6 separate regions of the Mus musculus genome follow, and all the other regions are linked to region 4. Evidence: chromatin contacts called from public promoter capture Hi-C data. All regions are on one chromosome and are shown on one strand. Each heading gives the region's core, a stretch centred on a gene start, on an enhancer-like site or on the middle of the called end of the contact. The rest is flanking DNA. Distances are from core to core; before and after follow the strand shown.

What was found. Promoter capture Hi-C pulls out the DNA fragments that hold promoters and counts their contacts.
Region 1: a promoter capture Hi-C map of liver shows a contact between it and region 4, with 6 times the contacts expected there. The contact joins the promoter of Washc4 here to the promoter of Pwp1 in region 4. A contact is called at or near these places in 5 of 39 promoter capture datasets (cranial neural crest, hippocampal neurons, liver and 1 more).
Region 2: a promoter capture Hi-C map of pre-B cells shows a contact between it and region 4, with 5 times the contacts expected there. The contact joins the promoter of Washc3 here to the promoter of Pwp1 in region 4. A contact is called at or near these places in 5 of 39 promoter capture datasets (the C10 cell line, hippocampal neurons, liver and 1 more).
Region 3: a promoter capture Hi-C map of liver shows a contact between it and region 4, with 8 times the contacts expected there. The contact joins the promoter of D10Wsu102e here to the promoter of Pwp1 in region 4. A contact is called at or near these places in 2 of 39 promoter capture datasets (the C10 cell line and liver).
Region 5: a promoter capture Hi-C map of liver shows a contact between it and region 4, with 10 times the contacts expected there. The contact joins the promoter of Gnptab here to the promoter of Pwp1 in region 4. A contact is called at or near these places in 2 of 39 promoter capture datasets (liver and pre-B cells) and 2 of 9 other capture datasets (adipose tissue and liver).
Region 6: a promoter capture Hi-C map of pre-B cells shows a contact between it and region 4, with 6 times the contacts expected there. The contact joins the promoter of Nup37 here to the promoter of Pwp1 in region 4. A contact is called at or near these places in 3 of 39 promoter capture datasets (hippocampal neurons, liver and pre-B cells) and 1 of 115 datasets of contacts at active chromatin or transcription factors (embryonic stem cells).

The regions. Positions count from the first base shown.
Region 1 is chr10:83,541,588-83,545,760 of GRCm38.p6, forward strand. Washc4 (WASH complex subunit 4) reads left to right here and starts at 2,354. Exons shown (of 33, transcript NM_001033375.2): 1 at 2,354-2,515. The coding sequence starts at 2,455.
Region 2 is chr10:88,198,932-88,202,701 of GRCm38.p6, forward strand. Washc3 (WASH complex subunit 3) reads left to right here and starts at 2,166. Exons shown (of 7, transcript NM_026070.3): 1 at 2,166-2,361; 2 at 2,881-2,979. The coding sequence starts at 2,311.
Region 3 is chr10:83,358,793-83,362,613 of GRCm38.p6, forward strand. It overlaps D10Wsu102e (DNA segment, Chr 10, Wayne State University 102, expressed), which reads left to right and starts at 1,429. Exons shown (of 4, transcript NM_026579.3): 1 at 1,429-1,581; 2 at 3,255-3,341. The coding sequence starts at 1,467.
Region 4 is chr10:85,870,071-85,873,750 of GRCm38.p6, forward strand. Pwp1 (PWP1 homolog, endonuclein) reads left to right here and starts at 1,761. Exons shown (of 15, transcript NM_133993.3): 1 at 1,761-1,944. The coding sequence starts at 1,873.
Region 5 is chr10:88,377,500-88,381,448 of GRCm38.p6, forward strand. It overlaps Gnptab (N-acetylglucosamine-1-phosphate transferase, alpha and beta subunits), which reads left to right and starts at 1,769. Exons shown (of 21, transcript NM_001004164.3): 1 at 1,769-2,036. The coding sequence starts at 1,920. Gm40733 (predicted gene, 40733) reads right to left here and starts at 1,565. Exons shown (of 5, transcript NR_168608.1): 1 at 1,516-1,565.
Region 6 is chr10:88,144,826-88,148,668 of GRCm38.p6, forward strand. It overlaps Nup37 (nucleoporin 37), which reads left to right and starts at 2,167. Exons shown (of 10, transcript NM_027191.2): 1 at 2,167-2,247; 2 at 3,337-3,554. The coding sequence starts at 3,399. Parpbp (PARP1 binding protein) reads right to left here and starts at 2,116. Exons shown (of 11, transcript NM_029249.2): 1 at 1,671-2,116.

The DNA of each region.
Region 1 (4,173 bases), core at 1,104-3,603, 2.3 Mb before region 4:
CCATGTAAAGTTCCTGTGGAAATGTGCAGTTGACATAGCATGGAATTATAGAGTTACATTTAAAGGCCATATCAAACTTTGGTGATAAAGGTTTTCTTAGACTCTTGGCTTTCCTCCAAATATATTTCTGCCAAGTCTTTTCTTTTTACAAGTCATCATGTTCTGAATTGTCCACTTTTCAACTTTTCCCCAGATTTTATTTGTTTGGATTTTGTTAGAAAAAAAAAAAAGGAGCATTTTCTAATTTCTTTGCAATGCCAGGTATGGTGGCACATGCCTGTAAACCCAGCACTTAGTAACTGGAGGCAGGAAGATCTGAAGTTCAAGGTCAGCCTAAGCTACATAGTGAGTTCAAAGTTAGTCTGGGCCACGACAACAAAAACCCTCTTGTTATAGATTATGCAATGAGCACAAGATACGTGCTAGCTATTAATAAAGCATTACTTCTTTTATTTAGATTTCTAAATGTAAGCATCTAAGTCATAAAATATTACAAAAGGAATTTTGAAATAAACTTTAAAAAAAACCCTGCCATAATAATTAATTTCTAACTCAAAAGCCTGGGAGGATGTCACTGTGAGATGCTTGCTAATGACCAAGTGGATCAGTGATGCAATCACCATCATGGCTGTTCCCTCTGCTACATAAAGCCACTTTTATGATGACAGCCATTGGCTTCTGTATCGTTGTCTCCTCCACTTCCAGGCTAAGTGATCTCTAGAGAGTTGCTTCTTCTTAGCTCAGGGCATCCGTGGAGCACGTGACCTACACTAAGCCAATGGGTCCACCCCTCCTGATATTTGGGTTTCTGAGATTGGCTGGAAAGTGTGCTCAAGTAAAGAAAGGCTAATCACTGCTGGCAAGACTTGATTCTGGGACTTTTGTTCGAGTTATCAGTTCAGCGTGCTCTTTTTCTCTCGTGGGCTAGATTTAGTCTTGTGATAATGTGGGCCCGAAGCTGCCAACAGCTACCATATGGAACCTAAAGAAGGCTGCCAGAACTGCATGCTACAGAAACTGAAAATTCCAATAGGCCACCCTGAAGCCAGAGACACACTAAGTCCACATGTGTTTGTCAGCTGTCACTGTAACAAACACTTTTGTTAGAAAAAAAAAGCATTTTCTAATTTCTTTGCAATGCCAGGCATGGTGACACATGCCTGTATTCCCAGCACTTAGGAAAGCACTTTACAAAGTAAAGATGTTCATTTGTGGCTCAGATCTGTAGAGGTTTCCCTCCATAGCCTTGTCACAGGCCCAGGAGCAGCAGGGACTCTCAGCTACGATAATGAGATCTTGTCTCAAAATAAAACCAAGCCCAAACCTTAGCATCTCAGAACATGCTCTTCAAGAGAACATTCTATATTGATTTGTGGTACTTTATATAATGCAAATAACTTTAAAACTCTGCTTGAAAAAGACTCAGCTAATAGACACAAGAAAAATTTAAGAGCCACTTTGTATTAATGAGCACCTACCCGTTTTCAAGTAATCCAGTCTTCTTTAATGAGATTTGAATTCTTCCTATGCATTTGCAAACACATGAGCATAAATAAACGTTTACGTCGATTGTAGATGTTACAGCAAATATGCATTGTTCTAAAATCGACTCCTCTCCTTTTTTTTTTTTTCTTTTTTTTCTTTAATGCCATTTGAGACCTATTTCATTTTGTAGCTTTCTAGGAGTTCAGAGTATGGATGTCTTAAATTTTACATTATGATTTTTTTTTTGATGCTATTTAGACTGCTTCGTAGAAGTACATACTAAAAACTGCCCTGATAGAAAGCGTTTTGTGTAAACGTTAGGATAGATGTAGAACTCAGGGTAACACAGTTCCCACCCCACCTTCTTAAAAGCAAGGAAAGAAAGAATAGTGATCTATGTAAAGCAAACCCAGTAGTGAGATTGCTTGGTGGCGTTCTTAAAGTCATTACTTTTTTACACACACAGGTCTTTTCTCAACAAATAATCTGCACAGGAAGTGCAAGGGGATCAAGGAATCGCGAGGGTAAAGACAGAAAGGGAGCTGGTGAGACAGGCATCTTGGTCCAAGGGCTCGGGCAGTGTCCAGGTGAAGGACCGGGTCTTGCGTTGGGCCCCACCCGGTTATTTCCATTCTTTCCAGGTTAGACTGAGGGAGTAATCCCCTAGGATATAAAAAAAAAAGAGCCTCGAGGAACGGAATGTGCCCTGAGAACAGTCGTGAACGGCAGCGAGACCAGGAAAGGATGCAGGATGCCAACGGCAGCCATCACTATGGCGGCCGCGCCGGGAGCAGGCGGTCGACTCGCTTTCCCAGCGGCTCCCGCGGTCCGCAGGGCCGAGAGTCCACTGGCTCTGGCGTGCGGGGGCGGGGCCGAAGCCGGAAGTCACGTGCCGTGACAGCGGCTGGGGTGAGGCCCGCGTCGCGGCTGTGGCTGCTCGGGGCTGTGTCTGTGGGAGGTTCCGCGGCGATGGCCGTGGACACTCTGTCGCCCGACTGGGACTTCGACCGCGTGGACGACGGCTCTCAGAGTAAGCCCCGGCATCGGGCGAGGCGGGCCGGGCGGCGCTGCGGACGGAGGGCGGCGCGGTGCGGCGCCGCGCTGCGCAGCCGCCCTCTCGGGACCCTCCCGCTGGGTGGGACTGGGGCGCTCTGCGTGACCGTGTGGTCGCGTCTGGCCGTGCACTCGCACCCTGCGTCCCTCCCGGAATCGGTGACGGGCCAGCGGTGCCATCGCTGGGGAGCCCCGCGCGAGGCCATCCTCCCGGGTTGTCCATCCCGTCCCAGGGTTTGCCCCAGATGCTCAGCCTTCAGTTCTAGAAGAGTCTGGGTTCCCGTTTCGGTTTCCTGTTTTTCTTTGCTTCTCAAGCCAACTTTTGAAGTTTGGATTCACGTTCTTAGAACCACAGAGACAGCTAAAAACAGCTCTTTCTGGCCTTAAAAAAAAAATCAACCAACATAGGAATATCTTATTCCTTCTCGGCCCTTTATTGATTTTTAAATAGCTGAAAAGGTTTTTAAATCTATTTTAACTTTTTAAAAAATCAGATCTGCTTCGCAGTTGCCTCATGACGTCAAGTCCAAGTTTATGTTTAAAATCACTTCCAACCCCAAAAGCCTCATAGTTTGTTTCAGCATAAATGGACAACCCAAACTAATTAGAGACACTCTGGAGGTTGATTTGTTTGTTTGTTTGTTTGTTTGTTTTTTCTGTGTGATAGAAGATATATTGGGGCGAGTTGCCCAAGAAATTTTTAAATGCATACCTTTCCCAAAAGTAGGAATGCCTTTAAAAATAAAGTACAGCTGCATTATGAATTATTTTACAGAGATACTAGACCATGTACAGATTCCTATGTAACTGTGTTTTGCCTTTACATCTAGTTGAACTATGTTCAGGGTGCTGGGCAGATCTTAAGATATTGGTCTTAGTCAGCATAAAGAAAAATCTAGATGGAAGGATAGTAACCACCCCTTCTCCTCCCCCCCCCCCCCCCCATTGTGCGCTGAGGTCCCTACTTTAGTTTAATCTAACCAAAGTTGGAATGAAGGTATACTGGGTTTCAGCTTTAAGTGGAATGAATGATCAGTTATTTAGACATAATCAGTTTTTTAGATGCTCAGGACTGGGGAAAGGAGTGGAAACAGGACGTGGGTGAGGACACAATATAAAAACCATGTATGTATGAAAATGCCATGGTGAAACTCATAATGTTGTTTACTAACTTTAAAAAGTAGTAGGAAAACTACAAGAAATGCAGTTTGTTGGGAGGGGGAGTATGTTATGCACAGAGGGCCACTGGTTCTTAGTCTCTTCTTGTACTTTAAGAACTTTTATGAGTTCATAGCTACTTGTTATCTTACTGGCAAGGAATTTAGTGTTGCTGTCGTTTACCCAGGTCTAACCAGGTGATCTCTTAGCATGTCTTTCAAGTACAGTCTTTAAGAACCCATTTGCTGGTCAAAGGATGCTTTGGTCATTTCCCATGTAATAGAGTAAGACATTAACACGGGGTTGTTAGCAGTAGGTAAGAGGTCTCTCTGTGCCTGGCTTTCATTAATTTTGGGGCTGTGAATCATATCTAGACTAATTGTTTTCCAAAATTATCTAAGTGAGTGCTGTAATGAGACAGGCGTCTTAGTGAACTGAATTGATGCCCCTGATTCACAAACTCAGTTCAAAATAAAG
Region 2 (3,770 bases), core at 916-3,415, 2.3 Mb after region 4:
TTTCCCCATTGTAAATTTACAAATGCGTTTGCAATTTTACAAGGAATAGTTATATTATGTTATGCATATTCGTGATCTTGTTATTGTTTCATGGGGACATGAGATATTATTTATGTCAAGTGACAAGGGGTGGATTATAATGGCTATTCCTGGTTGCCAACTTGACTATATCTGGAATGAACTACCATCTGGAATCGGAAGGCTCACCTGTGACCCAGATCTTGAGGCTGGGAGATACAAATTTCTGACTTGGATCTTGGCATGGAGATCTTGAGGCAGAGTGGCTATGAATCCTAGGAGACTAAGGCAAGAAGATCTCTGAGTTCAAGGTCAGCCTGGGACAAAGCAAGTCCCAGATTCAGGAGTGGTGGTATGTAGAGACTGTGGCTCTAGAGAACCCTGAGTAATACAATGTGCATATATAATTTTAATGGAACTGCCCTATTTCATGGCAACAATGCCCCTGCTAGATACTGCAGGCTAACAAAAAGCCTAGAACTAGGAATGGATTACCTCTTTTAGAGCTTTTGGTCAGTGAAGTCCCATAGACCCTGACAGTAAAAGCATTGCTGCAGGTAACACAATGAAGGCCTAGAAACAATCAATGAAGAAGGTGGCTATGCTAGCCACACAGCTTTCCAGGGAGTGGCATTTTAGAATGCAAGTATTCACGTTTATCCAAAAGAGATCCTGATTTGGCTTGTCTAAGGCTAACCTCTGGAGTGGGCATTTTTTGTTTGTTTGTTTGTTTGTTTGTTTTTTTGTTTTTGTTTTTTTTTTGTTTTTTTGTTTTTTGAGACAGGGTTTCTCTGTATAGCCCTGGCTGTCCTGGAATTCACTTTGTAGACCAGCCTGGCCTCGAACTCAGAAATCCACCTGTCTCTGCCTCCCAAGTGCTGGGATTAAAGGCGTGCGCCACCACGCCCGGCCCTGGAGTGGGCGTTTTAAGAAGCACTCCCAAACAGAAGCTCACGAATCCCATTCAGAAAAACATGACTCTTCTTCTGCCATAAAAGGCCCTTCGTCAGCTTTTGTGTCTACTTCTGCCTTGTTTCATTATTCTCCACTTCTGGGCATTTCTACTTACACCACCAAACAATCTTTCCTTTGCCTTAAACGCCATATGCCCTCATGTCTCTGTACCTTTGTTTGGACAAAGGTTTATTCCAGATTGTCATCTTAACTGCTCTTAATGTTAAGTAGATACTAAAGTCGGCTTCCTCTTCTTGTACAACTTAGAAGCTCCTATTATCCACAGAACCGCACACTTTGCATGTGGTGTGCATGTACTCGTGGATCTACAAGTGTTTGTACATGCTAATTTGCAATGCCACAACTTTCACAGGAGTTTGTTTGCACGTCCATCTAACTTTTGCACATCAAAATTCTGCATGTCCTCCCTTTGACTAGTGTAGCAGAGGAGATCCTGTCACTTCTTCAGTACTTGTTTTGGTACAATAAAAAGGTTTACTTTTGCTTAGGTGACCTGCCCTAACTCACATCGCTGGTAAAATGTGCAGCCAAACTCTGAACCAAAATCTTCATACTGTAGGTGTAAGATCGTTTACATGACGTAAGTGCAGTCACTTTCACAGCTGTGTGTCTCAGTTGTTGCTTGAAATTATGTTATGTCAAAACAAACAAACAAACACCCTTAGAAACGGATCTCCAGTGCATGAGGCTTGCCAGGGCTGAAGACAAGTTCTGACAGACTTCTCTAGACTTCACAAGGGCTAACAGAGTATCTGGCACTTAGTAGGATTACACAAAAAGAGAAGTGCTCTTCAGTGAATTATGGATCTTTTTTTTGTTTGTTTGTTTTGTAACAGGACTAAGCAATTAAAATCTCAAAACGGATACAGCTCAGCTTCTAACTTTCCCAGTCTGACCTCATCCCAACCCTGCGTCTGTCTCCCTGTTTCTGTCTGTCTGAATCTGTCTCTTTCTGTTTCTCTTTCTCTATTTCTCTCTCCGTCTCTTTCCCTCACTCCACCACTCCCACCCACCCACCCCCTTTTCTTTTTCAGATTTTTTCAGATTTTACAGCTAAAACAGCAACTGTGAAACCTGCTCATCAGCAGCTTTTCCCCGGCCCAATTTTACAATCGGAATCATGAACTACCAATCCCAGAATGCTGAGCGAGAGCGAGGGGGCGGGGCGGCCTCTCTGAAGCCACCCATTGAATGGTGAACACTCGCGCTTTCTTCCGGAAAGGCCCCGAAGGCAGGAACTTGGGAAAGGAGTCTGGGCTCTCTACTGGGCTGGGAGGAGCTTGTGCCTGAGCCCCGGGGTCCCCATCCGCTGAGGAGATGGATGAGGATGGGCTTCCTCTCATGGGGTCAGGCATAGACCTGACCAAGGTTTGTAAAAGACCGACTTGAGCGTCCGACAAACAGGGAAGGAGGCTTGGCCAAGGGGCCCTGGTTCCCAGGGAGACGCCACCTCTCCAGGCCCAATCCGGGCCCCTGTTTTCCTACTCTGGGCAATGGGGGGAGCCCTGCAGTCCACTTTGAAAGGGGTCCCTCCTGGGCTAAGAAAAGAATTGGTGTGCCACGCAGCCTTTGCTCCCCACATCACGTGTCTCTACGCCCGAGGTTGACAGTCTGGAGATAGTACCACCTCTGACACTTCACCTCTTATTCGACTCTCTAGCTGCTCGTGTGTGTGTGTGTGTGTGTGTGTGTGTGTGTGTGTGTGTGTGTGTGTTTGACTCACACAAGATTCAGAAAAACAAATCAGCGACTCTTCTTAGCCCTTCGTGAACCACATGTCCCAGGGCAAAGACCATCCATCCCCCTCTATGAAATCCAGATATCCAAAGGATTGCAGAGAGTGTGTTTCTCCTGTAAGAATCGTGTTTGCTTTTTTACATGACACAGGTGCCAGCTATTCAACAGAAAAGAACCGTGGCCTTTCTAAACCAGTTTGTGGTGCACACTGTGCAGTTTCTCAACCGGTTTTCCGCAGTTTGTGAGGAGGTAGGTCCCGGGCTACTACTTCATGGAGCGGCCGAGAAGTCGCCTTCCGTCTTTCGTGGTGACAAATGTAGTCAAATGAAGTCAAACAAGAATTACAGCCTTCGTGTGTTCACTTTGCCATGAAATTCAAATGTCTTAAGGCCTTAGCATCTCTGATTCTGTCCCCATAAGTCCTGTGCGCTGTCTCAACTGAATTAGTATTCTAGAAGCTTCCATGAGATAGCTCAGCCAAGTTTGTTGTAATTATAACAAAGGGAATTCCAGAATTTCACAGTGGAATTTTTTTTTTATTTGAAAGGTTTTGTTTCATCTTCCTATTCTAGAGATTACATTTTAAATGTATGTTCGAGTTTATATCGAATTGCTTTCCATCCTTTGTGCCAAAAAGGATTCATGGAGGCAGCCTAGAGATACATGTTTCAAAAAATACTTTTCTGCAAATAACTGGATACATCATGAAGTGATAATTAAGTACATAGATAAGAATTAGGTGCCAGGTCCAGGAACCTCTCCTGAGCTTGCAAAAAGTTTTGTTTTTTGTTTATTTTAGAGGAAAATGGGGAATATATATTGAAACTGAATTTAAGAAAGGAAATAACAAATTAGAAACCTATAGACAAGTCACAGCCGGATCGATTTAATATCCTGTTTTCTTATATTGTCATATGTGAGGCTTATCGTTGAGAAAACGGTGATTGCTGAATGTGTGGCTGTTCATCGGAATTGCCCAGAGACAGGAAGCTTCTGGTTTGAGTACAGTTTGATCTGTTTATGATGGGTTGTGATTAAGG
Region 3 (3,821 bases), core at 179-2,678, 2.5 Mb before region 4:
GATAAGGAAGCAGGGGTGGGGTGGGGTGGGGTGGGGGTGGGGAGGAGTGGGTCAGCTGCATGTAGTTAACTAGTGCATACCAGGCAATTAGTTATATATTTTTAAAACTTACACACCTTGATTTAGATAATAGCAATTCCTCTGCTCTCTACCAGTTAACAGACAATTAGGAAAACATGTAGACTTGGGACAGGTGTTCGTTCCTAGGTCTGGGAACATGAACTTGCTTGACCCTGCCAGCAAGATGGAGAAGTTGTCCCTGAGATGGCTGGACTCAGATAACTGTCTCCTTACACATTGTCCCTGAGGAGATGCGTTCACACAGACAACTGTTTACAACAGAAGCTGTTCTGATATAGGGAAGTCCCCAGCTTCCCTAGAGACTGGGACCGTGAATTAAGTTTCTCCCTATGATTAAATGGGAGTCTGGAAATGAAATGGTAGCACTTGGAATACGTTTCTTTCGCTTGTTCTCAACAAAACCATGAGCATTGGGTCCCAGGGGCAGGAAGAGGGGAGGAATGGGGTTTGTCATTCAGGGGTTTTGTTTCAGCTTTTTAGAAATGAAGGATTTGTTTTTCTGTAGGAGACCAAACTCAGTGCCTCACTCACAGCTCTACCTTTTAACTACCACCTGGAACAACCTTTTAGGATTTTGACATGACAGTGTTCCAAAGGCATGCTGTATATATAGCAACGTAAACAGCATTCTTAACACTTCTGGGTTTTGTGTTTACAGTTAAATAGTAAACTAAGCTGGGGTCTGGTCATCCAGACCTGAAATCCAGGCTATTTAGGACCTAGGTGGACTTTGAGTACCAGGTCAACCGGGGTAACTTGGTGAGGCTTTAACAAACAACAAAGTATGGTAATGGGCGGCTGTAGATTTAAGTACACGGAAATGGAAGCTGGAAAATGGTGATTTTGAAGTCAACCTGGGCCAGCCAGGATGACAAAAAATAAAATATAGAAAATGAAAAGAAACTGGGTGTGGTGGCTCCCACCTCTATGGCATCTGGAAGACTAAAGCAGGATTGCTACAAACTGAAGACCACAGAAACCTCCCCAAACAACAACAAAAATGGAAATAACGACAAAGGCCTCGCACCACCTTCTTCATGCTTGCATTTGCTTAGCTTGACCAAGCCGGGTTGATTCTTTTCTAACAACAATAAAGGAGGAGACTAGGGCTAGACTTGGGCTGGGGTAGACTAGGCGCCTGACACGTGCATCCGCAGCGCTCCGCCCACGCAGTGTGGTGCCTTGTTCCCATCCTCCACCCCGCCTCGGCCCCACCCCCGCTTCCGGTTCCCGTGGGTCTGAACTTCATCTCTAGGCGCGAGCTCTGGCCACGCACCCGTAAGTCACCGCCCACCTCCTAGTTTCGGCCAATTGCTGCCTTGACCCCGCCCCTTCCCCGTGCCTTCCTATATCCGGGCTTCTTTCAGTGGCGCTGGGTTGGAAGCATGGAGTTCCAGGGCGAGCGCGGGACCGGTCCTGGTGTTTCTTCGTCTTCTGTAGCCTGCTCGCAGGTCACGGTGTCCAGGGAGCTGCTGACGGCGGGGAGCGAGGGTTCGGGAGGTGAGCGACGGTGGAGAGCGGGGTGGGTTGGAGGGACACGGAACGCTGCTGGGTCAGGGACACTGCGGGACCCGGGAACGCTACTGGAGACACTGCAGGAGGTTGGGGATGCTACCGGGGACCGGGCACGCTGCGGGGTTCTGGGACACTGAGGCGCCCGAGACGCGGCAGGGCCGGGGAAGCCAAGGAGCTCGAGACGCTGTGGGGAGTCGGGGGTCCGGGTTATTGCGGGGCCGCGGACGCCGAGGAGCCAGAGACCCTGCGATGGCTAGGGATGCCGGGGAGCCTGGAACGCTGCGGGGGTATGGGACACCGAGAGAGTCCGAGACGCTGCGGAGGTCGGAGATACCGCGGAGTCTGGGACGCTAATTGGGAGGGGATGCCACGGAGCCCGAGACGCTGCCGGGGTCTGTCCGGGGTACGACTAGGCCAGCCCGGCGCTGGGCGGTGGTGGTTCTTTTTTTTTTTTTCCTCTACCTGCCAAGCCGGTCCAGGCCAGGTGGTCCTTGTAGAGTTCATTAGGAACCGCCCAGCCTGGCAGCATTTGGAGAGGCAGAGGCAGGCGTATTTTTGAGTTCGAGGCCAGCCTGGTCTACAAAGTGAGTTCCAGGACAGCCAGGGCTACAGAGAAACCCTGTCTCGAATAAACAAAGAACAAAATACAAAAAAAAAAAAAAAAAAAAAAAAAGTGGGCAAAGGCTTGAGTCTTCAGTGTTTGTTGCTTGGACTGGGCAGTTGGTTTGTTTGGAAAGGTGCAACTCGGAATAATTAATTTTTTAAATTGAGCACCTTCTAGGTAGGAGAGCTAGGCAAGTATATTCTACAAAAAAAAAAAAGCCCAGTCTGACTTGCCCAAGTCTACATAACCGTTTCTGGTTCTCTGTATTATGTACCTCTGGTATGTGGAGGGGGCTATTCTCTCTTCCTACTATGTGGGGAGTGAATAGCGCTTCCAATTTGGGAGGCAAGCACTGTGTCCATAAAACCCTCTTTTTGGGCCCTATTTCTGACTTCTGACTTACCTTTTGTGTGTGTGTGTGTGTGTGTGTGTGTGTGTTTCAAGACAGTGATTCTCTGTGTTGCCCTGATTGTTCTGAAACTTACTCTGTAGATCAGGCAAGCCTCGAACTCTTGCCTGTGCCTCTTAAGTGTTGGGATTAAAGCATATCTGAATTTCTTAACTAAAATCAAAGACTCATTGCAGGTCTACATTTTGCTAACTGTGCTGTTTAAAGTTGTGCGTTGTGCATCCCTGTTGCCTTAAGAGGTCACAAAGTGTCGAATGCTCTGGTACTGGAATTATAGTCCAGTTGAGCCCCCATGTGGGTGCTAGGAATCAAACAAGAGCAGCTAGTGCTTGAGACATAGCCTTGGCTGGCCTGGAGCACAGAGATCCACTTGCCTGTCTTTTGAGTGTGCCCTGCCATGCCTAGTCCCCCTCCCTGTTTGTCAATGTGTATTTATTAGATCAGTACTAGAGGTTGGGGAGATAGACGTACAGACAGGAGTGTTGGCTCCTCCTCTGTCAGAGTTAGGGGTGGTTCAGACTTCAGGCTGTGCTGATGGGCCCGGCTCTCACAGTTCTTTGGTGTAGAGGCTCATCTCATTTCTGAGTTGCACTTGTTGCTCAGGGCTGTTTTATGCCATGAATTGTTTTGTGTGTGTGGTTTCAGGTATCTGGGACCAGTTGCTCATCAGCTCTAAGCCTCATCCCAGAAAGACCTCTACACTTCAAACAGTTCGGATGCAGAGGAGCCCTTGTAAGTACCTAGTTTCTACTCTAGAGGGCACTCCCCCAATTGAGGCTAGTTAATCCATTATTTGATGGGGACAGTCTGTCTTCATGGCACATATCAAACCGTAGAATCAAATATATTGTGTAAATGACTGAGGAATAGAATTTCTCATGTTAATTCCCTGGTTGCAGGCTTTTTGTTTTTTTTTTTTTTTTTTTTTTTTTGTTTTCAGAATAAAAGGTGTTTTTGAAACCCCAAAAGGCCCAGCTAGCTATGGTCTAGTTAGCTTTGTTTTCCTTGAGACGGGGTCTCATGTCGTCCAGGCCTCATGCTTCCCTGTGTAGCTGAGAATGTCCCTGAACCCCAGATTCTCCTGCCTCACCCCACTCTAGGATTACTGCTACATGCTGCTGGGCCATTTTTTTTTCCTCCCCTCCCACGACAGTCTCACTTTTTATCCCTGGCTGGCCTGGAACTCGGTGTAGACCATGCCAGCCTCAAATT
Region 4 (3,680 bases), core at 511-3,010:
TAGTGAAAATGGTCATCTTAGCAAAAGCAATCTACAGATTCAATGCAATCCCACCAAAATTCTAATACCATTTTTTAGGGATCTTGAAAGAGCATCTCAACATAAAATCGGATACACTAAGAAGTCTCATAGAAGAGAGTGAGAAATACCCTTGAACACATTGGTATAGGAGACAATTTCCTGGACAGAATGCTAATGGCTCAGATTCTAAGATCAAGAATGGATAAATGGGACCTCATGAAACTACAAAGCTTCTGTAAGGCAAAGGACATTGTTATTAGGACAAATTGGGAAAGGATCTTCACCAACCATACATCTGACAAAGGGCTAGTATCCAAAATTTGCAAAGAACTCAAGAAGGCAGACACCAGCAATCCAAATAACCCAATTAAAAAATGGCGTACAGAGCTAAACAGAGAATTCTCAGAGGAATCTCAAATGGCAGGGAAGCACTTCAAGAAATGTTCAAAGTCCTTAATCATCAGGGAAATGCAAATCAAAACAACTCTAAGGTTCCACCTTACATCCATCAGAATGTCTAAGATAAAAAAAAAAAACTCATGAGATAGCATATGCTGGTGAGGATGTGGAGCAAGGGGAGCAGTCTTTATTGCTGGTGGGAGTACAAACTTATACAATCACTTTGGAAATCAACTTGGCAGTTTCTCAGAAAACTCAAGACCCAGCCATACCACTTCTGGGCATGTACTCAAGAGATGTTCCATCATCCCACAAAGATGCTTGTTCATCAATGTTCATAACAGTTTTATTTGTAATAGCCAGAAACAGGAAACAACCTAGATATCCCTCACCTGAAGAATGGATAAAGGCATGGTACATCTACACAATGGAATACTATTCAACTATTAAAACCTAAGGCATCATGAACTTTGCAGGCAAATAGATGGAACTTGAGAATATCATCCTGAGTGAGATAACCCAGTCCCAAAAGGGCATGCATGGTGTGTACTCAGTGATAAGTGGATATTGTCCATAAAATACAGGTACCATGGTCCACTTCACAGAACCAAAGAAACTAAACAAGAAGGAAGACTCAATCAAGGAAGCTTGAATCTCACTTAGAAGAGGGAATAAAATAGTCATAAGAGGCTGATGGAGGGAGGGAACTGGGAGAGAGGGGAAATGGGGGATTCAGGATCAGGCATGGAGAAGAACAGGAGAGATAGCTATATGGCCATGAAAATGAATGGAAATCTGCAAAGTGGGGGGAAACCTGCATCTCCAGGACGAGACAAAGGCCTGGGATAAGGGAGGCTCCCAAGAATCAGTGGGGGGTGACCTTAGCTGTGACTCTCATTGGGGATGTGGAACCTGAAGAGGCCATCTCCTGTATCCAGAATGGAACTCCAATAGAGACACCAACCCACCCACAAAACTTTCAACTCAAAATTTATCCTGTCTACAAGAAATGCTGGCATAGGGGAGGGAGCAGAGACTGAGTGAATGGCCAACCAATAACCATTTCAACTTGAGACCCGTCCAGTGGGCAAGCACCAATCCCTAACACTATTAATGAAACTCTGCTATGCTTGCAGACAGAAGCATATTGTTCTCTGAGAGGCTCCCCCCAGTAGCTGATTCAGACAGATACAGACACAGCCAAACAGTGGATGGAGCTTGGGAACTCTTATGGAAGAATAGGAGGAAGGAGATAGAAACTCCACAGGAAGCAGTCGTAGATTTGCATACGGCCCCGCCCATCTCATGCAAATTCCCCTCCCCTTCCCCTTGGCGCCTGCGAGTGACGTCAGCGAGCGCCCGCGCCTGCGCGTTGTTCCCCTCCGCGGAGCTCAAGAGTAGTGTCTCCCAGCTCCCAGGGCTCCAACCTGCGCCGGGTTCAAACCGAAGATCATGAACCGCAGCCGCCAAGTGACCTGCGTGGCCTGGGTCCGCCGCGGCGTGGCCAAAGAGACTCCAGACAAGGTGAGGCCTGTGTATGGGGAGATGCCACGGCATGGCCGTGGGCTCGGCCCCGTCTGGGGCAGCACGCGCCCAGCAGGAGCCACGCGATGGGACCTGCCAGGTTGGCCGGGACTGTAGCCATGTGAGGTGTGGCTCCGGTGACCCGGGCGAGCAGAGACCGCGCGCCCCTTCCCTGCCCGGAGCGGGAACCCCGATCCCATCCCTGAGATGCACGAACACGTGGACTTTTTGTGCACTGGGAAGGGGCGGGGGTGTTTGCTTGTTACGAGTTTCTTACGGTGATCCGGATAAAACGTTATGGGGCAGAGAGAACAAGGTGTCAGTGTAACACAGTATGAAGGAAGTTGTACAAAAGCTGGAGACCGTGGCAAAGGAAGCCGGTTACTCAGGCGGTTTTGTTCATTACACAGTGTTTTCTGCAAGCCAAGCGGAGCCTGGAGTTCCGGGATATGTTGGAGCGATATAGGGCAAAGCCCTGTTCTTGACTTTCGGGATGTCAGGGGTTGTAAGTGTCCTAAAAGAAGTGAAGGGGTTGCTATGGGTGTAATTGTCTGAGTAGTGACAACTCGATATGTGATAGACGTGGGAGTGGCCTCGACATGAATTTACATGCGGTGAGGGATGGAAATACTCCTTATAGGTGTAAATTCTACCAGAGTGCAGGTAGTGTTTAGTCACTGTTTTCTCTGGTGTTTTGCCAACAGCAAGCAAGCAGTGTATATTTATAGGATAGGGACAACACTTGCCTTATTAAAAATTCTCCAAAAGAAAATTGTTTTCATTTTAAAAGGGCCATACACAGCTTTCGAAGTATTAAGAGAGTCTTAAAAATCCCTAGTTGTCATGCCCCAACCCCAAGCAATACAAATACCTTTGTGTGTGTGTATGTGTATGTATGTATGCCCATGTTCATGTGTTTGTGTATGTGTGCGCTGTCTGATTGAACCCAGCGTTAGTCAATCGAGATAGAGTGGCTGGCCAAGGCACCAGAAATTCTCGTCTCTGTAGTCCCTAGTGCTGGGATTACAGGTGTCCCCTACACTACACCCAGCTTTTGAGTGGCTTCTGGGATGGAACTTAGATCCACATGCTTGCTCAACAAAAGCTTTACCGACTGACCTCCGGCCTTCCCCGGAGTTTTTCAGTCTTTAATTTCTGGATCTTTCTCAGGCAGAATTGAATGTCATTCTCAGGGAGATTCTTGTTATCTCAACGTTTTTTGTTGTTGTTTTGGAGACCAGGTCTCACTCTGTAGCCCGCTGTGGCCTCAGACTTATGGCAATCCTCCCGTGTCAGCCTCCTAAATACTAGAGTTATAGGTGTGAGCCACTGAAGATCTGGAGGCTCTTTAGTAGAAACTGAGCCGTTGATTTACCTTCATGTGGAGTGTTGCCATTATGGCCAACCCACACTGCGGGCTTAAGTAAATAAACAATACCCAACTAGTGTTGGCCTTTACAAGCTTAATACAGAAGTGTTAGGTCTGGTCTGGTCTGGTCTGGTCTTTTCTCCAGACAGGGTTTTTTCTGTGTAGCTGTTCTGTAACTCACTCTGTAGACCAGGTAGCCTTGAACTCAGAGAGATCCGCCTGCCTCTGCCTCCCCTGGGATTAAAGGCATGTGTTCCACCCCACCCCCCACCCCCACTGCCTTCTTGTTATGTGCCTTAAAGGTACTGACTCACTATTTAGGTGAGGGAATGCCAGTTTTGAAGAGAGTGGCCTTAGTTTTGAACTT
Region 5 (3,949 bases), core at 519-3,018, 2.5 Mb after region 4:
ATAAGAAACAAGGCAGCAGCCGGGCGTGATGGTACATGCCTTTAATCCCAGCACTTGGGAGGCAGAGGCAGGCGAATTTCTGAGTTCGAGGCTAGCCTGGTCTACAGAGTGAGTTCCAGGGCTATACAGAGAAATCCTGTCTCAAAAAACCAAAAAAGAAAAAAGGCAGCAGGCCCAGGGTTCTGTCAACTTGGCACTAGAAAACATACTGGGGGGAGGAGGGAATAAACTAAGTATCAAGTTTGAGAAACACAGTCAAGAACATCAGGACAAACCAAGAATAAGACTAATGGAGATTACAAAGATAAAGGGCACAAAGCATTCAACTGGAACGCCTGATAAAAGAGGTGGGTAGTGCCGCCCTGTAATCCCAGGTGGAAGGGAGGGAGGGAAGAGTTCAAGGCTTGCCTGGCTACATTGGGAGTTAGAACCCAGCCGGGGCTTCTTGAGACACTGTTTCAAAATCCTCCACACCGTTCTGTCCCAGCTTCCCCCACTCCTGTCCCCTCCCCTTCCCACCCTCCCCCCACCAAGCAAAACAAAACCTAATAATTCCCAAACCAACCAACAAAACCAACGAAAGCTTCAGAAGAAAGAGGATAAGTTGAGGACTAGACGAATGAAACAAAGTAGGAAAGTGAGGGGTTTCATTTTAATTTTCTTTTGTTTATTGACAAGGTCTCACTACCAAGACCAGGTTGGCTTTGAACTCATAACCTTCTTGCCTCAACGTCCCAAGTGCTCAACAGGTATGCACTGTGGTAGACACTGCATTTGAGAGTATGCCGTGTAATGAGGGTAATTCCCCACTCCCACCCCACCCCCACACAAAAAGACCCAGGTAGGCCCAAACAATTCTCCAAGTGAATTTGACCCGAAAACTTAGTTAGTTCTCTATAACACTCCAGTTCCTTTTTAAAATTTTTTATAATTAACAATGCCAATTCAATAGCTATACTACCCAGTTGTATTTGAAAGGGTTTCTGAAATGGCTCAGCAGGTTAAGGTGATGCCAAGCCTGACTTCAGTTCCTTGAACCCGCAGCATGGAAGGACAGAAACAAGTGACCCTCACCATACACTCACACACACACACACACACACACACACACACACACACGCACACGCACACGCACTCACACACACGCGCACGCGTGCGAGTTCCCCTGCATACACAAACTTATAAGCAGATTGATTACCTATCAAAAGCTAAGGCTTCAGATAGTAACTAAATCCGTTAGTTTTCCCTGCTTTGCCACAATCAGCCTACCTGTGACCTCAAAAAATTTTTTTTGATAAATGCCCGATTAGTGACTTTTGTTTTTCCAAAACCAATTAAACCTCGTGTACGAACGTCTAGAGTAGATTATGTCATTTGGGACAAGCCGAATATGCATTCCCTAGCCACGATCTTTCAAATTTTCTTTCGAAGATAAACTTGAGGCAGGAGCTGTGTTTTTTTGGTTCATCAGGATTGCCCATTGGCACACTGCAGGGGACAGCCCGGGTCGCTTACCTGTTGGTTGGGTGGGTCCCACCGTGCAGAAGGCAGAGGGCCCAAAGGGCAGGGCCCACGGCGCACGCGCAGATGGGAGGGCGCGCGCCTGCCCTTGCCCCTCCGCCCTCTAGGTGGCGCTGGCGACTCGCCGCCGCCTCTCCGAGGCCAACCCCGGGTGGCGCCGGGCGCCTTGCGGGCCCTGGGTCCGCCTCCGCCGCGCCGAGGGCGTGGGCTCCGGGCTCCCGGAAGCGGCGGCCGCGGCGTGGAGCCCAGCGGGCCGTCGGTCGCCGGAGCGACAATGTGCGGCAGCCGGGGGCTGTGAGCTAAGCGCGGCGGCGCGTCCGGGGGCCCCTGAATGGCGGCTCGCTGAGGCGGTGGCGCGGCGCGGGCTCCTCCTGGCGTGGGGTGGCGGGGCCGGGGTGATGCTGCTTAAGCTCCTGCAGAGACAGACCTATACCTGCCTATCCCACAGGTATGGGCTCTACGTCTGCTTCGTGGGCGTCGTTGTCACCATCGTCTCGGCTTTCCAGTTCGGAGAGGTGAGTAGCGGAGCCCGAGCCCCGGAGCCGCGTGCGCAGCATTCCCCGATTGAGCCCCGCGGTGCCGGCACCCCGAATCTCCCTTCTGCCTCCCCATCTTCCCTGCAGCCTGGGGACCAGCACACGGCCCACTAGTCCCAGGCGCTGAGCGTGCATCCTCTCCCCGGCTCGCCTGCAGCAGCTGGACTGGACGTCCGGGCCTCGCGTGCTTCAGCGTGCGCATGGATCCCCTTCCTTCTGCAGGGTGTCCCCAAGAGTCCTCTGGCCATTTGATTTTGGCTCTAAGGCCTTGCGCTGGTGAAACTCTCTCCTAGGGTTTGTATTTTTCTGTAGTGATCCTTCATTCCCTGGCTCTCCGTAGGATCCAGTCCTGCGGTGCCACCCTACTAGTCCTTCACCGTTGACAAAACACCTTATCTTCTGTTTCTTCTGGATCGCAGACTTTGTCTTAGAGGCATGCGCGGCTTTGCATGTGAATTTTGCGCCGTTTTGCATGTGAATTTTGCGCCGTTTTGCATGTGAATTTTGCAGAGTGAAAGGGAGATTTTTTTAAATTAACTTTTTTCCTTTTTCATAATGGCTCTGCTGTTTTGTACAGCTGCATGCCAGCGGGTTGGAGGCCTTACTAGTGAGAATGCACACGCTGATGGGAAGCACCAAGTGCTTATCTCAGAGTAGGGCCCTTGTCAGGTGACTAGGACTGCCTGCGGATCTTGGACTCCAGCCCCGGACCTCTTGAGAGCCAGCACAGACCCACCCTTGCGTCATGGGCTATGCTAATACTTTTTAGATCAAGTCGCTGGTCCTTCTTGGACTGAGAACTGCGTTTAATTGATGTGCAGTGAAGCAGTTTGATTAGACTGTAAACTCTTCAAAGAGCACAGACAACCGGTTTGGGAGGTGTGAGCAGCCAGGTTAAATGAATTTTATGCTCCTTTGGAGACATACCTTGAACGTTCTGGGGACTGCCATTACTCTTCAGTTTAAATTTCAGTTATTTGATTCTTGGGTAGTCTAGTACAGTCTTCGCCATCTTAAGTGTGCAAAGGGGTATGAGCAGGTCAGAAATGAATGGGCACAAGTGTGCCATTCAACAGAACACTGCCCCTGGAGACAGGAAGAAAACATGCGCTTTCAAAGAGTTTGGAATGGTCTCCCTGTTTTATTTATTTGCTTATATTTTAGTAAGAGGTTAAAAGGGTTTTATAATTAACAGAATGCTCTTATAAAACGGCACAATACGTATGTGTGCGCTCAGCACCTACACCGGACTGTAAGCTCGGTGGAGAAACTGGTGTCACTTTAAATGCTGTAACCCTAGCCCAAGCCCAGTGCCAGGCAGTGCCAGTGTGTGCATACTAAGCGTCTGCTTAGTGATTGGCTGAGCGATATGGCCGGGTTCTAAGTGTGTTTTTAGTGGTTGTAGGGACTAGAAAAAAGTAATTTTACAGGTGAGAATGAGACTGTCGCCCACTTCCAATTGTGGAGTGTTTTAGTTTTCCACCACCTCCTGGTCCGTCTACGTTTCATGTGTTGTAACTTGATATGTTTTCGCATAGTTAGTGTCTGACTGCTTTTGAATGGCTTTCATTTCTGAGAAAGAGCCTTACTAAGTTGCCCAGGCTAGCCTGAAGTTCACAGTCTTCCGTTATCAGCCCTTCTGAGTGCTAGGGTTGTTGGTTTATGGTTTTAACCTGGTTCATTTTAAGTGGGCTGTTTACTGACCATGGCGTGAAATGCATTTGTTACAGCCTTGAAGAGTTTGAGACAGGGTCTTACCACGTCGCCCAGGCTGGGCTTGAACTTCCTATATAGACCAGGCTGGCCTTGCACTCAGATCCTCCTGCTTCTGCCTCTGGAGTGCTGGGATTCAAGGTGTATGCCATGAGGCCTGGCTCATAGACACAGATCAA
Region 6 (3,843 bases), core at 917-3,416, 2.3 Mb after region 4:
CCCCATGACTGTCACAGCCTGTGTCTGGGAGAACTAAGCATGACTCTCTGAGGACATTGAGAAGCCTGGGCTTGGTCTCCCTCAATCTACTTCACATGCCTTTTCCCTTCACTAACACTACCTTGATCCTTTTGCTACAGTGGTTCCCACCTGCAGCTACACCTCAATGTTGACTTTCCTGCTCCTCCTAGCAAATGACCCCTCTGGGGAGACCTAACTCCCAAGCCCGGGTAAGGTGCTGAAGAAAGCATGCAAAGAGAAGTAAGGTATTCCTGCTGCCAACTGATACAACTCACAGCCATGAAAGAGGCAGCTTATCCTGGGGAGACCCCATCAACATGGAAGGTGAGCCGGCAGCACCAGTCATCTGCTCAAGGCTAGCAGAGGAATCAATAACTTAACCAGCCCAAACTGCCGACCCACAGATTCAAAGCAAATACTCGGTTGCTATTGTACAGTGACTATGGTTTTTGATGTTTTGTTACACAGCAAACTGATAATAAGCCAACGAACAAATGAAGCTTCTTAGTGCCAAATACTTTCCATTTAATATTAATTACTTTGTTCCATCTCCTGTGTCCTGATGATGTCAGTCTACAAATGTCTGGTTTTGACACATGAAGAAAATAATGTTCAATGACACGAAGCTAGTAAATAGCCAAAAAAGCATAAATTCAAGATTTCTAAGTTTTCCCTAACTTCTGCATGCATACAGAACCCTTTCAAAATAAGCCTAGATGTGTCTGTATTCTAGGCAGCCATGCTATGGAATCAGTCCCCTCTCTACTTCCAGTCTTCTCTGTGTCTCTTTTTACAAGTCTGCTGTGTGTATATGTTCGCCTTTATGTAAGCACATGTGTATGGAGGCCCAAGGTTGACACTGAGTGTCTTCTCCACTGCTCTCCACCTTGTTGACTTGCCCCGGCATCACTTGTCTACACCTCTAGCACACTGGGGTTGCAAGCAGACTACTACACCAGTGTCTCCGTTAGCCCTGGGGATTTGGATTCCAGTCCTCATAGCTGTCCAGGCGCTTTATCCAGTGAGCCACCTCCCCAGGCCTCACTCACAATTCTCTGATGAGCACCTAGGTTATCTCCTATTTATCTCTTAAAAAACAAAATTGAAGAAGACACAAAAGCATGAGCTATGGGTGATATGATTAGTTTGCCTGAAATATTTTTTTTTTCCATCAACCATTTAAACATGTAAAACCATGTTTAGTTCTAGATCTGGCTATTCACCAACAGGCATCTGGGCTGGCATGCCAATATCCACTGTAGTTCCAGCTTTTCCAGGGTTACCTAACTTTAGATCTGGCTGCCCAGGTATAAGAATGGTCACAAAGCAATCAGGACTATGCCGCCCCCTCTGTTCTACCTCCCAGCCTGTTGTGAAGACTCGATGAGACGCTGGATATGAACAAAACAGAAGGTGTCAGAGGGAATAAACTCTTGCTTTTAAACTGGATTCAAAGTGCACTGGAGCAGAAAATCTGAGACAGGTAGTTGTCGCTGGAAGGTAAAGTGAGAGAGCACCACACTTAGCTAACTATCCCTGCCACCACACCCCTGCATTAGCTGTACCTCGTGATTACCACAAATTTCTCCACGTCCATAATTGGGACTACTTAACAGAATTATAAGGCACCAGTGAAGGAAATAGCCAACCTCCTTATTGCCAGCACTTAGCAAATCTCCATTAAAAGATGACAGGTGACAGTTATTCTTCTTGCCTGGTCCGGAATGGCCCTCTGAAGGATGCAACGACAGAAAATCTGAGAAGCCTGCACTCGTCGTGTGCCAGATCCCCGATCTAACGGACTAAAAGAAGATTTTGATGGGTTTCGGTCTTGCCGAAGCCCTAGCGTCTTTTTTTCCACGGGACACCGTGAAGTCGGGGCGAAGCCACTGCGCAGACAACGCCACTGGCTGGCACGTCGCTGTCACCGAGATGCGTTCGCAGAGCAGCAGCCCGAATGCCCACTGGAACTGCGACCCGGGGGCACAGAAGAGACCAGACCCACCTCGTCCAGTGACCCAGGCTGGGTGCAAGCGGAGGGAGGAGCAGCGCAGCCAGGACGCCGGAAGGCAGAGGTTTGAATCGCCTCGGCGTCCCTTTCAAATCTCGCGGCACGACCTGGGAACCAATCGCCGCGCTCGCCCTCCGACCCGGAAGCAGAGCGGGCGCACGCCCTGGCCACCTATGGTCGGGAGAGCCTTGCCCAGGTCGCCTCCCCTGCTTTAGGTGCGTATCGAGTGCGGTGACCGGGGATCGCCAGCTTGTGCTGCTTCCCCAGGGGCGCTTCCCTGTTCTCCAGAGCTCTTCCTTGTGACCTCGCGAGGTGGGAGTGGGTTTTCTCGGGCGACGCGTGGGGGACACAACTCCAGGGACCCTGGGAATATTGACCCAGGGCTTTAAAGACCTGGAGGTCAGGGGTTGCCATCAAATCCGGACCTCAAGTCCCCTGCATGCCTTATACCTCTCTGCTCTATGGTCTTCTCACCTGCCGGTCCCGCGTAACATGTGTCCAGTCTCTCTGAGATGGGACTTAATCTGAAAAAACTCAGCAGATAACTCAGGATTTTACGTGTTCTTTCTTAGCCTAGGGTGCCTCCTTTTCATTAACAACAAAGTAAAAATTAATTTGCACGTGAGAATGCTATTTCTACAGTACACACTACCTGTCTCGAGACAAATTAGTTGAGGATTGTGACAGGTGTTAATAACGTTAGTATCACACATTACTCCAGAGCCTGTATTTTTTAATCTCCTTATTTTATTGCATGGGTAATGGTTGGTTATAACTATTGCTACCTGATATTATCCTTCAAGGCTCTTGGACTCCATGTGTCTTTAGGCAGGGGTGGGACTTTCCAGTTCATCGGACCCTTGATAGTTCAGGTGGTCTGTCAAATTAGAATGTTAAAGGTCATATAATTCGAACAAATAATGTAGCATAGTCCTGAGATAGGCAGGTGTGTGTATTTGTGTTTTCTCTAGCATGTAGGCCCAACACATGCTAAATCTTTTAAATCCTCAACCTGTTGACGAACTTGGCAAATTTCTTCATAGGCAAAGAAGGGACTATTGGTAGTACCGGCGTTTATGGTACTCTTGCATATGACAGTGTCAGTACAACTTTCCAACTACAAATAGTGCTGCATCTCTATTGCTTAATAATCTTAGGACTCTATTTGTATTAAATTTATTCATGTGTGTGTTAATATAAGCAGACTTCTCTTTTGAGCTGGCTCTGACATTGCTATACCAAGCCCCATTATGATTCTTCTGTTGAATGACAAACACTTTGTAAATTTTGTTTGTGATCCACAGTTTCCTGACAGGCAATAAACAACTATTTGATTCTTACAACTGCTCCAGCTTTGGGATACAAGATGAAGCAAGATGCTACAAGAAATGCTGCGTACACCGTGGATTGCGAAGATTATGTGCACGTGGTAGAATTTAATCCCTTTGAGAGTGGAGATTCAGGAAACCTGATTGCATATGGCGGCAGTAATTATGTGGTTGTTGGCATGTGTACGTTTCAGGTTAGTCCACAAACTATACGGAGTGACAGTAGAGATACTTTATCAGTAATGTGTACAAACCAAAGCTGAACTTAAAAGTATGTTGCTTTTAATACAAGAAAAAAAAATTTTTTGAAGATCTACAGGGAATTCCCGTTACTAATTGTTGAGACATGTGTATACATTATATAGATGATAGATGTAAAAACAATGAAGGTCTTCTTTCACCAATGATTCGTAGAGGTGTATTCTGATAAAGTCCAACATAACTGAGCACACATGTATTTCTATGTATTAGATACACTTCAGA